3 separate regions of the Anas platyrhynchos genome follow, and all the other regions are linked to region 1. Evidence: chromatin contacts called from public Hi-C data. All regions are on one chromosome and are shown on one strand. Each heading gives the region's core, a stretch centred on a gene start, on an enhancer-like site or on the middle of the called end of the contact. The rest is flanking DNA. Distances are from core to core; before and after follow the strand shown.

What was found. Hi-C and Micro-C count contacts between places; a contact is called where the count stands out from the background.
Region 2: a contact with region 1 is called in a Hi-C map of F1 follicle, with 2.9 times the contacts expected there. The contact joins the enhancer-like site here to the promoter of POLQ in region 1. A contact is called at or near these places in 2 of 8 Hi-C or Micro-C datasets (F1 follicle and subcutaneous adipose tissue).
Region 3: a contact with region 1 is called in a Hi-C map of F1 follicle, with 2.4 times the contacts expected there. The contact joins the promoter of STXBP5L here to the promoter of POLQ in region 1. A contact is called at or near these places in 2 of 8 Hi-C or Micro-C datasets (F1 follicle and small yellow follicle).

What each region holds. Positions count from the first base shown.
Region 1 is chr1:84,156,226-84,159,833 of IASCAAS_PekinDuck_T2T, reverse strand. It overlaps POLQ (DNA polymerase theta), which reads right to left and starts at 1,567. Exons shown (of 30, transcript XM_027449663.3): 1 at 1,377-1,567. The coding sequence starts at 1,539. METTL16 (methyltransferase 16, RNA N6-adenosine) reads right to left here. Exons shown (of 9, transcript XM_005014969.6): 8 at 3,463-3,608; 9 at 2,021-3,369. The coding sequence ends at 2,752.
Region 2 is chr1:84,493,767-84,497,374 of IASCAAS_PekinDuck_T2T, reverse strand. All of the region lies in intron 2 of GTF2E1 (general transcription factor IIE subunit 1), which reads left to right. Among named protein-coding and RNA genes, the nearest start is that of GTF2E1, 20 kb to the left of the region's middle. Within about 2 kb of position 1,719, at least 1 of the 8 cell types and tissues checked has an H3K27ac peak or open chromatin away from gene starts, as enhancers often do. A contact at or near this core is called in F1 follicle, where this site is marked.
Region 3 is chr1:84,434,893-84,438,500 of IASCAAS_PekinDuck_T2T, reverse strand. STXBP5L (syntaxin binding protein 5L) reads left to right here and starts at 1,772. Exons shown (of 30, transcript XM_072043761.1): 1 at 1,772-2,386; 2 at 2,461-2,663. The coding sequence starts at 2,472.

The DNA of each region.
Region 1 (3,608 bases), core at 318-2,817:
CTGCCTGCTTATGCTTGTAGTACTATGTACTGTGTAGCATCTAGAACTTATATTCAACATATGAAAAACTGCAACAACCTTCCTGAGGTTAACCCCAACCTAGCAATCACTGGTACTTGACCACTGTCCTGTGCACAAATACATAAAAAAGATGATATAGCTCAGCTCTGTGATAATCAAAACACTATACAAATACTGAACAAAACATTCAGCACTATTGGAAGTGAATAACAGCATGCCACAAGGAGAACAGGCTTCCCATGGGGCATTTAAAGGAGATCGGGTTTGTCTGTCCTTGACTGCCACCAGCGTGGCAGAATTAGGATTTGTAACCCTATAAAAGAGTAAAACAAAATGCACAAAGGGATCTCAAGCTTCTTTCCTAAAGTTAAAAACAGTGAACTATGTGTAAAAAGACAGCATGAGTAAAGGATTACATGATTCTAATGTTGGAAGAATACCTTGAGATTAGCACTGAACATAAGTTTCAAAACTTGTGCCTTAGGAAACAAGTTTTAAAGACCCATGTATACAAGCGCAATACTGCACTAACCTCTGTAACGTACTAGAAAAATGCTAAGAAAGTCAAAATGAGGATGAGACACACTGCTGGATTTAAAGACTGGGCATTTAGACGCATCTGAAGGAAAACCCTTGCAGAACCTGGGGTGAGGGGGACACACTGAGTCCTGGAGGTGTCCTGAGGAGACACGCACATCGCCTCGCTCAGCTCCATTCACAGGAGCTGACAAAACTGCATCTTGCAGCACGTAGCCACGCTGGGGAGAAGACGCTACCTGACTGCAGAAGCGGCTGGGAGATGTAAATCATTTAGAGAGTGATAAAAATATTGTGAGATGAAGTTACGAGCACCTGTGTCAAACGTTGCACATATAGGTGAGATATCACGCAAAACCACCACACTCCCCTGCCTTTGCAGGTATCAGGGCACTACGCAGGAACACTTAATGCCATGTTTTTATATCTAGTCCATTTCACCAGCTTCTTGTGCTCTTCAATCAACTCCAGCCAGGCGCTCCTCCCCGCACCCAGGCCATACGGATCGCTGTGCTGTGGCAGCACCTAGAGGCCAAGCCAAGCACAGGACCCGCGGTTGAGAGGCACCCAGCAGCACCGTGCCCGCCTCCAGCCGCCTCCCCTCACCTCCCCAGCGGGGCAGCAGAGCCGAGGAAGCCCCTCGGAGCCCCAACGCACCCCCCGGCCCCAGAGCGCACCCCCAGCCGCAGCCCCTTCCCTTCCCCTCCCTCAGGGAGAACCGGGCAGCACCGGGCGCTCCCCCCTGCCCTGCCCGAGGGCTGAGGGCGCCCACAAGCCCAACGCGCCGCCGGCAGCCCCGCTGCCCTCCCAGCCGCTACCTGGAGAGCCGCTGCCGTGCAGGGAGCGCTGGAGGCCGGGCGGGGGGCTCAGCACGGCCGGGCTGGGGGCATGGGGGCTGAGCGGTGCCCCCCTCCCCGCCCTGGGGGCAGCGGCCGCCCCGCCGCCGTTAGCGGGGGCGCCGCCATCTTCCCGCCGCGCCATTCAAACGGCGGCCTCTGCCCCCAGCGGCCGCAGCGCGCGGCTCCCTGAGGTGTTTTTTTTCTTCCCGTCCGTTCCACAAAAACAAATTCGGTCCCAGTGATACCTTTTGCCTCTTCCTGGCATGCCCCAAACACTTTTGTGGAGCTGTACGCAAGTGTGACTTGAGATTCTTCCCTTATTGCTACAGACGCAATGACACTAACCCGCTTTTACACCAATGACGCCCTTTTAATTACTTTTCCTCCATCCTAATCGCTATTGGTTTTCTTTTTGGAAGTGTAACAGCTTTGGTTAAGCAGCACTGAGGAGTGTAAGCTACTCATGTTGTACAAGGGGAAGGTGGAGGTAATTAACGAAGCAGGACACTGCAGTCTGCCTCAGAATAACAAGTGCATCACAGGCACACGGGCTTACCTTGTGAGGCTTGTCATCCTTGCATAAAACAGGCTGAAAAGATAAGCACACGATAGCACAAACAGACTTGCCTTCTATGTTTTCAATAGGTCACCTAGCCAGAAATAATCTCCTCAGATTCTGAAGGTGTACAACTAATTTAACTTCTCCAGAGACATCAATATTTAGGCATTAGAATGAAGTTTATAGAAACCGGTGCTCACTTACAGTAAGCTCTTCAGTGTTTCAAAGCCCAAACACCAGAAAAATACATCGTATGTATTCTAAAGTGATTTTTCTAAAGTGATTTTTTATCTGATTTGATAGTTGGAGGATATATCCATCCTGCTGCTCTGTAGCCCAACAGGTAAATGCATTAAGGGAACAGAGGCATACTTAAACCCTCAGCTGAGGACTCAGCTGCAGACGGCAATTCCCAAAGCAGGTAACAATTTCCTGCATTAGTTTGAAAAAGATTGAAGAAAATGTTTCAGTAAAGATTCCTACTTGGTAACAATATATATATATATATCTTTTGCATCAGAAAAAAAGACCAGAATGAGCACTGTTGATATTCGAAATGGTCACAGTATAGACACGTTGCACTGTAACATTTTGTTTTACAACTGAAGCACAAGAGATACTATTTCCCAGCATTTCATTGGACATGAAGTGATATTTCATGTACTCCTTGCACGTTTAAAAAAATATATTTAAAATATCTCCACTTTACTATTTTTTTTTTCTGACTGAAAATGTTAAACCATTACAAAGTTTACAAAATTTGAGGACTCATTCTACCAAAGTGGGGAAAAAGGGCTAACTAGCAACTAGTCGAAGAATTTGGTTCCGTAAGTATGTGCACAGCTGGTTCATCAAGTCTCTGTTCTGTCCTTCAACCCAGTGCATTTCTACTAGTACATCGTTTCCTTCTTTCTTCACATTCATTAAACACTTGAAAAGAAAACATCTACTAGTTTCTTTAGGACTCTGCCCTTTTTCAACTGCTGGATTGCCAGCTTCCTCTGAAGGCTGAGGTTCCTCCTTCGCATTACTGGAACCTTTGTTACATGACGTTTCTGCCTGCTTTGCTTCTGTCTCCTCCTCCTCCATGTGCGCACTATGTTCTTCTTTGGCAGCAGATTCTTCCGTTAGCTTGTCATCTGCGGTCAAGTGGACATCCTCATCGGGTGCCATAAACCCTGTTTCAGAGTCTTCAGTCTTGGGTTTTTCACAGTCCGAACTGTTGCTCACACTTTTCTGGCCGTTTTTTTCCTCTTCCATTGCTTGAAGAACATCTTCAGAAGCTCGAGGAAGTTCTCGTAATTGCCTTACTCTCTCTCGCTTCTTTCTCCTCAAATGAATCCAGGAGTTTTCAATGGCAGTCACAAACAGGCTAACTTCATCTTTTCCACAGGGAACACGTTTATGCTGAACCTATTGCAGAAGACAGCAGAAGTTCATATTATCCCTTCAGAGTTATGCTTTAAAGCAAGATGTTGTTCTACCATCTAATACTTAATATTTTACCTTCAGATCAGCAAGAATCTTCTCTACCCAGGCTCTAACAACAGCAATGGCTTCTACAGCATCCCAGCCCATAGCTGCAGCTTTGGTGGATAACTCGTTGACTGTAGAAGCCAAGACCGTAAATGTAATTGGTTTCCGAGGTTTTT
Region 2 (3,608 bases), core at 470-2,969, 340 kb before region 1:
ATAGCTCAGATAAAGCCCATCTGAAAATGGATCATGGAAAAAAAAAAAAAACTTCCCCTTCACAGTCAAACATTTTCTTCCTCTGAAGCTGTTCAGCAGTCTTATTCTTATTCTCCTGCTTGTTCCTGAGGAATTAAATGTGCCTGATTTGCTTCTTGGTCGCACTGACATGTGGCGCTAAGGCAGGCTGTCTTTCCTGCGTTACCTTCGCTGTTGGTCTCCACTGGTGTGGCCCCGCTCGCTGAGCTCAGGCTGAGTAAAAGAGTTAAACTGCCCTGCTCCTGGGCACGCTCTCACTGACAAGAAGACAAATGCGTTGCAGTTCTACTGCAAGACTGAGTATGAACCCTAATGTCGGTGTTTGTGGGAATATCCGAATGCTGCAGTTTTAAGTTGTGAAGAGATCATTAGCAACTTTGGGATATAATTCTCTGGAGTCAAGAGAAGAGACCTGCTTTTTCATTTCCATAGTAATTGCATTCAGTTGGTGAAGCTGATCTTAAAAGGTGTTTGCTTGCCTGTCCTCAGGCCTCAAGCAAAGCACCTGTACACCGTTGCAGTGAGTGGAGGACAAGGTTATAGCTTGACCGTAAAAGACAAAGGATTAGGTGATTTGTGATGCTTCATTCAACCTGAGATGGAGGGATGGCTGTCTTAATTGTTCTCTCTGCTTTGCGAACAAGATCATAGGAATAAATCACGTTTATTGCTGGGAACAGACTACATCAATTTTACAAATCCCCATTTTTATATGAGGAGTCAGTAACAGTTATAATTAAGTTGGCCGGTATATATACACAAATACTCTTGTAAAATCCTTAAAAATATATGTTGCAAAGGAGCTAATGAAGCAAGAAAAACGAAATAATCTTTATCTGCTATATTTGGTTTTATATAAGTTAAAATTTTCAGAAGATGCTGTTTCTGTGCAGAAGGGCTGTCTCTGTATTTGGCTTGATTCTTTGGGGCATTTTAAGGTATTTAACTCAAGGCAGGCTGTGCTCAGCACAATTGCTATACAATTTTTACACATATAATTTTTAATGTAACGACCAAATCTTGGGTGGCCACACCAGAACGTTTCTGCTGAGGTGTGTGTTCAGCCTGCACCTCGTCCTTCCTGCTGGCCAGGGGTTTGTGGCTGGTAAATGCCTTGGTGGTTCGTCTTAGCCTGCCTGGAGCTGAAAGCCCTAACTTGTAAAGCAGACAGGAACTTGCTTCTTTCAAGGAATGAAGGTCACTCTGCAGCTTAATATTATCTCTGAAATGAAATCCTAATCATGTCAATCTGTTGTACATTCGGTAGTCTGAGTGTTAAGGGTTTGCTGCCTTGTGTTATCAACTCTGCAGCGGTGACAGTCTCTTCCAGGGACAAATGGCTTCAGTTGTGAAAACAGAAGATGCAGCAGAGCCTCAGTTTAACCCATGCTCACATCAGCATGCAGTCTGGGGATCCTCCTAAATGTTTCTGGGGTGGCTGTCGTTTAGGTGCCACAGTAGAAACCTGCAGATCGACACACTGGGCATGAGCTCCAGAGATCCCCCTTCTACCACATTTGCATGGCTTTATAACTTAACAGTTAAGGTTTCCACCTTCAAGAGGGGAAATATTAGGACACCTTTCTTCACGCTTGCCTGATTTCTCTGGTTAGACTGACAGCTTTGCAAGCAAAGTTTTTCTCAGTACATTTTTTTTTTTTTCAGGGCTCCACTTCTGTGTGACTCTGAGCCTCTAGATCCTACCCAAGTAGAACTCATGCCTTAGAAATACCGAGCCTCTGCTAGCACTGTTGTAAAATTTCATCTTTGTTGATATTTAACTAGAAGACAACATGTTTGCAAATTTCTGAGATTCTTTTCTCTCTTTCTGTCTTCTTTTGGATTAAAGAGACTTTAGGGCAGAAATGAGTCCTTTATGCTCTGCTTCTCTCCCTGTGGAGTACAGCTGATCAGTTCTATCACAAATCCAAGTTCATCGCTGGTCTTATTAGCTGTAAAGGAAAGGAGTCAGAGCTTATCTCTATTTCAATTTTAGATACTACCTCTCTTCTATCAAATAAGGTGAAGTGTTAGTTAAATCTGTGCACAGTGCATTTCTAACAGAAGGAAATTCACCTGCCTCCTTGCAGTTGTGCTAATCCTACTTGCTCTGATGGAAGTGTTTATGGTACTGAGCATGAGTATGTACTTAAGGAGAAGAAAGGCAAAAGGAAGTAAACAACACATTGGGCCTTCTATATGGAACTTGAGAGCTGTGAGAGCTCAGATATGTGCAATTAACGTCAGTGTGTTTGTTCATAATCAGTTCTGGAAGGAACATTAAGACCCTGTAAGCTTCTCAATATGGGAAATCAGGAACATCAGTTTTAGAAATGTTTGAGAATTCATTTTAGTAGGAGTTTTTTTTTTTTCTTCAGATCACTGACTGAATCAGAATATGTGACAATTTCAAATATGCATTTGCTGATATTTTTTTTGAAGGCTATATAAAACCACTTTCTTTAATATATGCCAGTGTTTGCATGCAGGTATGCAATACAATTTTTCAGTGTCAAAACATTGATTCATCAACTTGTGATGGCTCTTCATTTAAGAACTGCTGTCAGCTGTGATGCAAAATCCTTCAATACATTTGTGATATGCTTTTTCTTTTTCACATTATAGCAGTTAGAGCTTGAAATTGCTGTCTTACTCAGAAGTTATCTCGTTGGAGAATATCTCTACTGGTACAGTCTCAATCACAGCCACTCACTTTGATCTTGTCCATGTAGGTCCTTGTAAGTGTCCTGAAATTGCAGTGTCTGAAAAATGAAGTTATGACATACTGTCTTCATCCCCATTCTGCCAATCTCAAGGTGCCTCTATACAGCTTATGACTGTCTTTCTTTGGCAGTATGGAAGGGAAGGTGCTGGTATAGGTGAGTAACATAAAAGTAATAGAAAAGGCACAATGCTTTGGACTGCAGTAAGCTTCATGTGGTTGACTTCTGACAATTTCTGTAGTTTACAAAGACAGTTTTGCATTCTAATTGTGGTTTCTACCACAAACATTTTCCAATTCTGTCTTATTAGTACATTTAGTACATTCCATGTGTGTATACTGTTCTACTTTCAAAATCTGTAGTAGAAAGTATGCAATTAAGTGAACCAAGGTAGACCCTTGAAACGCCCTTTCTGGCTCACAGCAAACAATCTAAAAATGGTGTTCTTCACCTTTTATGCAGTCATTTCATGATGAATTTATCTGGACCATATTTCTTCAGTTTCTTGGTGAGTCTACAAGACAGTTGAACATCCTTTCATCTCCCCAGTCAAAATATTTTGCTTCCCATTTTTCTTGTTACCCTCTAGCACCTCTAAAACTTCAGATTGGGTTCACCCTTTTTCTGTAATAACTTACAGTCATGCTCAGTTCCCTCCATACCAGTAAATTCTTTTCTGTGCTTTGGCCTCCAATTCCCAGTTTTCCCCAAGTCTCATGACGTATAGTCTCTAATAAAATATGCCATAAACCTTGGGTCTCCTCCACCCTTCTCCAGATCTGAATGCCAGTTGCTGGGCTTGCTGCCATCATAGTTGGTTGTTTAAGCTCTAGCTCAAGGCATGTG
Region 3 (3,608 bases), core at 523-3,022, 280 kb before region 1:
TTTTTTTTTCTTTTTCTCTAAAAGTTTATTTTTTTAACTGCAATTCTGCAGTGCGAGGTTACAAACACTTTTGGATACTCTGAGATGATAAATAATCAACACCCAGATCTTAGTACTGATAACCTGAAAGGCGGATGTTGATATTCCAAAAATATACATATCCTATTCTATTTCCAAAGGCATTTTATCGTTCTTCTAATTTCAATCTTCACTTTTCTTCACTTAGAACTAATTATCTTATCCACTTTTCTCCCTTTAGCATCCCCAACTCTCGGTCTATTCTCTTTTTTGCAAGTCTGTCCATGACATTTTCTTCATCCTAGTTATCTCATTTTTAACCTTATCTTTCCCTTTCACATTTACAATTCATGTTCTTATCTTTCGTGTTTTGTTTTGTTTTGTTTTTGTTTTTGTTTTTGTTTTTTACTTTCTTTCCTCACATGCTTTGCCTGTAGTGAGCACAAATCAGTAGGACGTGGCATTAGGACATGGCATTCTTCAAATAGCCTCAGTTGAGTTTTGACTTTTCCTTATTTTCCAAAACACTTCACTTACATCTTTACAGATTTGCTTACTCAGTGCTGTCGCCCTTTTCATTCTGTCTCCTAGCCATAGTCCTTAACATATCTTGTTTCCCCTAACAAATCCCGTTCCTTTTTCTGGCTACAGAACCCTTTCCAGTTTCATCAGAAACGTATCCTTTATTTTTCAACAGGACGCGAGTCAAGCTTTATTCCTTGAACTTCACTGGAATCTTTTTATTGTTCAGATGGGGAGCACTAAAATCTTTTGGAACACAAACAGATGAGCTGAAAAATAAACACACGGAGCTCAATGTATGAAGCTGAAATAAATATTACCTTACAGAAACATAGGATTTACCAAAAAATAAAAAATAAAATTAGGTATTATGAGTACCAAAAATGATATAAAGCACGCCTGAAGAAGCTGCAAAATGTGACCAATGTGTATCACTTGTGTGGTTTTATTATACAAGAGATGCTACATATTTAGTGCCACACAGAGTATGTTCCTCACACTGTTTTAGTCACTTCTGAGCTTCCAGCCACGTTGACAGCACCACGTCATGAGTCACTGCTAATAGCTGCCTTCTCATTTCTGACCTGGATAAACTTTTTATGGAGTCTTGTGCATGGGTTAATGTTTCTGTAGTCACATCCTACATTGGAGATGCCACTCTATGTCACCTGCATGTGCTTGGGATAGGGTTTGGGTGACCAAATGGTGAAGGTGTGTTGTTTCACCACAGTGGTTGGGACGGCATCGCAGCAGCCGTTACTGGTGGCAACGGCAGAAGACTGTTTTCTGCCACATTTTGTGTCTGCTCCATGCTCCACACAGCGCAGGAGGGGGAGAAAAGCAAAGGAGGGGTGTTGTAGGGTGGCGTGTGAGGTGAGCTGAGGGGGCTCAGGGTGGCCACGTCCCCCTGGCGCCCCTCACGGCGCTGCCACAGCGCCAACGGCCAACAACCGCCGCTCGCACCGCATTGGGGCGGGGCGTCGTGAGGGGAAGGCGAAAGGGGAGGGAACTCGGCGGGGCGGCGCTTCCCATTGGCGGAAGCGCGTGCTCATCTCACCCAGCGCTGCGCCCATTGGCCCGCTCTCCGGCAGCCGCACCAATGAGAACCCCCCTCCCCTCCCCGAGCTGTCAATCCCCCAGGCTTCGCCCCGCCCCTCCCGGGCTTGGGGGCGGGGCTTTCAGCACCTCGGAGAGCGGCCGCCGCCCCGGGCTCGCGCTCCCGCTCCCGCTCCCGCCCCGCGCTCGCGCCGCGGCCGTTAGCGCCGACCGTTAGCGCCGGCCGTTAGCGGCGGTCGCCTCAGGGCCGGCGGCTGCCGCAGGAGGGCGGTGGCGGGGCGAAGAGGAGGAGGGGGGGGGGAAGGACCGTGGCAGCCGGCTCCTGTGGCGCTGAATAGCCCAGCCCCGCAGGGCAAACAAACCTTCGGCCGCGGGAAGAGGGAGAAGGGGATGGAGCCCGCTCCGGCAGCGGCAGGCTGAATTTTTTTTTTTTTTTTTAATTATAAATATATATATTTTTTCCGAATTTCGCCTTCGCTTCCCATTTTTTAACCCGCTGCTCGATGGGGGCTTGGGGAGCGAGGCGGGTGGCGGTTGCTCCATCGCTCCTCCGCCTCTGAGCATCAACCGTAGCTCCGCTGCTTGAGGAATTTTATTTATTTATTTATTTTTTAAATTATCATTATCTCATCATTATTTCTGAAGGGGGCTGCCCGAGCAGCTCGCACGCCCGCCAGAATGAAGCCTTCGCGTTTTTCCGTCAATTACACCTAATGCCGGGTCGGCACTAAAGTGCTGCCTCACTCGGAGGACCGCCACAGACTTTCCCCGCTACATGTAGCCGGACCCGGTACGGCGCAGCCTTTCTCCCACCCCCTCACCCCCCCCCAACCCCCCAACAACCCCTGCACATCTTCCTGGCAGATCTTTCCGAAATGAAGAAATTTAATTTCCGCAAAGTTTTGGATGGTCTGACCGCCTCCTCGCCCGGTGGCAGCGGCGGCGGCGGCGGAGGCAGCGGGGCTGGCGGCGGCTCCGTGCACCCGGCAGGGACTGCAGGGGCTGCGGGGACTCCCCGAGAGGAGGTCCAGGAGACGCTAACTTCAGATTATTTCCAAATCTGTAAGGTAAGGGCTGTAACCTTTATTCATCTCTACTACGGCAATAATAAACGCTCTTCTGTGTGTATGTGTTGTGTTTTTTTTTTTTTTTTTGAGGGGGGCAGCAACGTGATGCCAAGAAGCCTTTTTACTCGGGAACTGCAGTGGTTGTATAAGGACTTTGGAAATGAGGAGACAGCTCTCGTGCTCTGTTTGTCTGTGGTTCGGTTTTGGTTCGTTTTCTTACTGCTGCAGAGTTGGGGTAGCCAGGAAATTCGTAAAGCCTTGATTTCAGCATCCAGGGGCCAATCTGGAGTTCACTCTTGGGCTCCAAACTAGTAGCAAGATTGTGGACAGAAAAGCAGATCAATTGGTGCTAGTACAAATAATGTTTACAAGTCATCAGAAATTCAAAACAGTGTGTATCTACCCCCCTCCTCTCCGTTACCATCCTCTCTCCTTTTCCTTCTCTCCTTTTTTTTTTTTTTTTTTTTTTTTTTAAGAAAAAGGCACGAGCTAGAAATAAAAAGACAGTGCAGTTCTTGCTGTACATAGCATATTAATTATTTCTGAGAGATTGGATGTAGATCTAGGGTGGTTTTTATTTTAGCATCAGTACTGAAGACTGTGATTATATGACAGTAAACTGAGTGGAACAGCATAAATATTAAAAGTTTCCAAATTTGTTTAGCATTGGCTCTTACATATTGGTTGGGTTCTTCAGTGGAATTTTTGTTTGAATAGCAAGCATAAGATATTTCTGTGGTTTTTATGTTTTGTGTCTGCTTTCTGCAACAAAGCTTTCAGCATAATTCTTAAGTGCACAAGTAAAAACAGCACAAGCTACTTGGTATTTTTGACTAACCCTGCAATACTAAACCATACTTTCGTAATGAAGATCGAGAAAGAGAGGTGGTATTTTTATTCTCTAGTCCTACGCTGTTATCTTTAACTTTGACATTAATTCTGTTG